Linked DNA regions of Gossypium raimondii: region 2 is linked to region 1. A link is a contact called in public Hi-C data. All regions are on one chromosome and are shown on one strand. Each heading gives the region's core, a stretch centred on a gene start, on an enhancer-like site or on the middle of the called end of the contact. The rest is flanking DNA. Distances are from core to core; before and after follow the strand shown.

Region 1 (2,700 bases), core at 37-2,536:
ACAAGGGAGGGATAGAAACAAGACTAACCGTGGCATTGGTGCAGCTAAAGCTGCATAGACGACCCTGAGCTCCTCTATAGAACCTAAAGAAAGGCAACACATGTACATTAAGGCTATAACACATGGATTTATGCTCCTCATAGTTCACCTTAAGGAACTGCACATCCGGATTCATCTCTGCCAATTGGCAAATCTGGCAAATCCCAACATCCAAATTCACCATTAGCACAACTATGCAAAAGAAAATAGATAAAAAAAACTTCAAAAGTCTATATTATTATACCTTGGGATGAAGAGCCTTGCAGCCACCACAACCAGGAGAGAAGAAATCCACTATAACAAGTTTATCCCCAGCATTCAAAAGTGAGTCCACCAGGTCTTGTGCAGATGTCACTTCTTTCATATTTGGTTGATTCCCCTTCTCCCACCACTTTTGAGTTTTACCAATAAGCCCAGTTTGCATCTAATTTCGTTGAACAATACCAGAAAATAAAAGAGAGAAACCAATTAGAATGTTTCGTTTTGATCCTCAGCAACAGATCAAAGTACAGGGAAAAAGAACTGTTAAACATAAAAAATCATACTAAATAACCCTTCCAAAAAAGGAAAAATCTATTTGGTAATGGAAGTAAAATTTCTATATGAAGATTTGACCTTTGGCATGTGAAAACTAAACTAAGAACTACCTATAGCTAAAATTACAGAGAAATTCAAAATAAGAAAGTTCATAAAATAAATCAGAAAATACCCACACCTTTGGACCAGAAAAAGAGTTCTAAATTTTTCTTTTTAAAAAAAGTTAATTAAACCAACCTGTGCTTTAATGGGAACTCGACAGAACCTTCTCTCATTTAGACTTCTTTTCTCTAAAAAAACCACTCTTTGACCATTAAAACCACTCCTCAAAGCTTGAGGTTCCAACCTCAAAGAAGGAAAACTATTCTTTCTCAAACAAAACACAGAGATTCTCCTGGAAAACAAAGGAACGCCACCTTCTTGATTCTTCTTCTGACTATAGTTACAAGCTGTAAACAGATTTGACTTCCCCAAAACTTCAGCCATGCTTAATATTTCTATATTTTTTTTCTAACAACAAAAACAGAAATTCAGATTCAAAATTGAAACTCTAAGCTTTATTCCCGAACGGAGATTAAAATACCGAATATGAAAATGAAGCGTTTTTAAGCAAAAGTTGCTTCTTTTATCTTTCTCTTTCTTTGTTGGTTATTTTAAGGTCTAAGGATGGACTTTAACCGTCGATCTGGTTTGTCTTGATGTGAATCTAACGCTTGATGATGTGTTGTGACTGGAAAATTTTCATGTCAAAACGTATTGGATAAGGTTCTTTGTCTTGCCTTTTTTTTTTTTTTAATATTGGTCGGTTTTTATGGTGGTAAGGAGATGTACGTGATAAGTGAATTTTGTGACACGTGGAATCAGACTTTAGATATTACAAAAGTAAAGGGCAGTTTCGGATATACAATGGATAAAAGGTAGGTTCTTTGACACGTCATTCATTACTTTTGTGGGCCAGCTTATTTTTAAAAAAAATTACATCAAAGGTCACTAAATTATTAGTAAATTTATGATTTGGTCACTTAACTTCAAAACGTTACAAAATGATCACTGAACTATTTGAAAGTTTTCATTTAAGTAACTTAACTATTTAAACATTTTTATTCAAATTACCGGGCTGTTATTTTTTTTTAAAGTTCAGCTAGAGCGCTCTAAGCTACAATTCAAGAATCGATCTAGTGGATCAATACCATCGACGAGTAGAAGAACATATCTTAGACCCAAATTGATTAATAGTTAATGTTAGAGAAAGAAGAAAGTTGTTTGGATTCTGGTTCACATATTTGTGATATTCAAAACTATTTCATGAAAATAATTGAACTATAGAAGAAAAGGGAAATGAAAGTTTTCAATTGGTGCAAGTGGTGTGACAGAGAAGGCCATACAACAACGATTTTAATAGCCTAGTGACTTAAATGAAAACTTTTGAATAGTTCAATGACCATTTTGTACTTTTTGAAGTAGAGTAACCAAAATGTCAACTCATTAATAGTTTAGTGACCTTGAGTATAGTTTACCCGTTTTTTCTACTTATTTTCTTTTTCAACTTTTTTTGAGCTAATTGCACCATATATCCCCAAATTATAACCTTCATTCTAAATTGGTCTTGAAACTTTAGAATATTCTAATTACATCCCCCAAACTATTGAGATTATATCAATAATGTCCTTCTATTACTAAAACCACTAGTTTAACCATTAAATGAGATGTCAAATCTTGTATGACATAGTTTAAATGAAAAGTTTAAAGAAAAATAGATGTTATAAACATCTTGGTTTTAAGGTTTCCAAAGCTTTTACAAAAGTTTTATTACTTACCTTTTATTTTCAGTTTTATTTTATTTTAATTTTTACTGTACAATAATATTTTACTTTCTTTAATTTTCATTTTAAATCATATCACATAAGATTTTGACATGTCATTCCACGGTTAAATTAGTGGCTTTAACAATTGAAGGACTTAACTGATATAATATCAATAGTTTAGGATATTATTAGAATATTATAAAGTTTGAGAACCAATTTAAAAATAAAATCATAGTTTTGAGATGTTTAATGTAATTAACTCATTTCTTTTTGAAAAGCAACCTTACCTTCTATTTTTCATTTTTATATGCTACTGTTA
Region 2 (2,700 bases), core at 120-2,619, 180 kb before region 1:
CCTTAGGGGCTTGGTCTTGTTGGGATGAGATGACTTAAATTTTTAATGTTGGTTAGTTTTGGGGGTGAAGATCGAAACAATTAAAATTGCCCTCCCGTAAAAGTTTGGCCAAATGCCCAATTCGCAGGAGCCACGTTATTGGAGGTGACAAAGCGGCCATCGCTTGTTGTGACCTTAAAAGAGAGTGCTTGGCCATTCATGTAAGAGTTGCTTTGCCAATTTTGGCCCCAATTGCGAGACATCACTTGCCAACCAGTTCTAGAGCCTTTAATGGAGACAGACACCACATCTCCAGCACCTCCAACATTGGTTATCAATACAAGGTTGAAGTATGAATGTCCATTTATGGTAAACCTGATGCCACCAGATTTCCTACAAGCAACCCTGCAAATAAAATGATGGTTTTCAGCATGTCCTCAACCATTAAAATTATACTATTGACTAGAACTTAGTTACGTTGATTCGTATTAGCAATGAATTGACATGAGCGTTAAATGAAACATGACTTACAAAGTAGAAATTCTCGAGGTTATAGAGCTATGTTAGACTGAAAAGGACACTGGTTTTTTTTGGCTTTTACCTTCTGTATGCAACAGGCACTATCCCAGCTTTATAGTGAGCTATATGTTGGAAAACAGGCTGGGAGAGATCAAAGTGTCGTAAAGGAGGGTTACACCACCCGCCTGCATTATTAGGGAGAGCGTTGTTTGGTGGGCAGAAGTTTGTTGCTGTTACTATAATGGAGCCTTGGAGACACCATCTATTGTCATTAACACACTTGATCTCAAAGCATGCCCCACAAGCGAGCCCTTTGTTGAATAGAGCAGTGCTCAATGCAGCAGTGCTTGTGCCATAACCTTGGCTGTAAAGATTTCCATAGCCACATGCTCCACCTACATCATATGGAAAAAGGTAACTGAGACGGGAACCATGGAAAAGGACAGATGGTAGTTATACATTTCGTATTGCTTAGTTCTTACCCATTGTACCAGACGCATCACTGCTCCCATAGAATGTAGCGTGAGCGTTAGACCATCCACCTCCATGTCCATGAATCGTCTTCAACATGGCTAGAGAAGACAAAAGAAAAATTCCAAGAAAGTCCATTTTCTGCAAAACCAATTGACATCCAAATATCAGAATTTTGTAGATGAACGAATAAAGAAAGTCTCTGATAAATTTGTACAAGTGAGATGATGTTCTTATACCTACAAAGGCAAGAGTTAACTTTGAAACTTTGACTTGGAGAAGAAAGAATTAATGAGAAATAAGGTAAGGAAGAGATGAGGGGATCAAATTCTATTTATAGATGTGTGTGACTAGGGACAAACTGACGGGAAGGGAGGGGTTAGCAGGGGAAGGTGATGTAACGTAGACGCTACCAAGGTTCATGGAGATTTATTTAACTAACATTTTATAAAAAATAATAATTGGTACCCTTATCTTTTGAAAGACATTTGCAATGATATCAGTGTTACTTTTGCACCCTTCATATAAAAGAGAGTGGAAAATAATGTGTAAACCTGGAACAGGATACTCAATTGGCTTGGACCCATGTTCTTGTTGACATTCTTTTTGGACTTGAACCTGAAAAGAAAAGAAAAAAAAGTTAAGGAAAAGGTTCTCTGCATCGATTGATGGCCTCAACATTTTGTAAACTTACTTTTTACGATGTTCTTTTTTACACATTCGTGGCTTATCATTAAAGAACCTAAAGAATCCTTCCAGGATTGTGAATCTTATGGCAAAAGGTTAAAAGATATTTGGAAAAGGGTTAAAGATATTTGACAGAAAATTATCAGAGAAGTGATTTAGTACCATGAAAGTAGTAAAGATAAAAAGAGATACAAGAGCATCGTGCCGACTAAATGGTTTGAATCTCTACTTTTATGTTGATAAGAGAAGATGCTGTGATGATGTTACAGTGCAACCAAAAAAATTAGAGCTATTACTAGTCTGATGTTTTTCAGCTTTTTGTGCAGCATATGGTTTAACTTTCTATTGGACAGAAAAATGCACAGTATACTCTTAATACTGTCCAAGTTCATCAGTCATGTTTAACTTGAAATCATTGGTGATTTTCAATTCCTCTTCAAGTCTTACATTAAGATATCAATGAAAGAAATTCGGGAGAAGAATCACATCTATAGAATATAGGCTATGAAAAGTCATAATCAATGCATGTGGCTTACCGTCCATCTTACTAAAAGGAATGTTTATCCTTTTCCCCTTTTCCTTCCTCAATATACTTCAATTCCATTCTCTATGCTTTTAATCATCTTAGCTGTGCCAAGTTGACAGCCCTAACATTGTCTCCATGCTGCAATTCACTTTTGAATATGAAGCTTAATATAATCTTTACAGCTTGGAAGAACTTATATTTAAAACCGAACCACTCTCTATGGGGGACATTACAGATTTGTGTAAGTTAATATTCCAAAAACAAATCTGGATTTTTCCTGCAAATCTCCTTCATAGCCATTTAACTTGCTTGGTAGGATTTCATGCAAAAAAAATCTCACCATTTGGATTTCTAGCAGTATTAATCATTGAATGCATTAATGAAGGGCAATCAGCCAAACACTCGTGCAGCTATTCATCATTGATGAATACTTTTTTTTTGTTCATAAAATAGAAAACATATATACATATTCAAATGAAACTAAAGAGAAACAGTTAGATGCCTTTAGTTTTTATTAT

The links. A called contact is a pair of places that touch in the nucleus more often than the background predicts.
Region 2: a Hi-C map of leaf shows a contact between it and region 1, with 2.4 times the contacts expected there. The contact joins the promoter of LOC105804524 here to the promoter of LOC105804529 in region 1. A contact is called at or near these places in 2 of 2 Hi-C or Micro-C datasets (both in leaf).

Annotation. Positions count from the first base shown.
Region 1 is chr11:14,337,807-14,340,506 of ASM2569854v1, reverse strand. It overlaps LOC105804529 (thioredoxin-like 1-1, chloroplastic), which reads right to left and starts at 1,286. Exons shown (of 4, transcript XM_012637182.2): 1 at 814-1,286; 2 at 284-463; 3 at 29-193. The coding sequence starts at 1,062.
Region 2 is chr11:14,519,372-14,522,071 of ASM2569854v1, reverse strand. It overlaps LOC105804524 (expansin-A15), which reads right to left and starts at 1,369. Exons shown (of 4, transcript XM_012637175.2): 1 at 1,213-1,369; 2 at 981-1,110; 3 at 581-893; 4 at 1-384. The coding sequence starts at 1,107. The coding sequence ends at 81.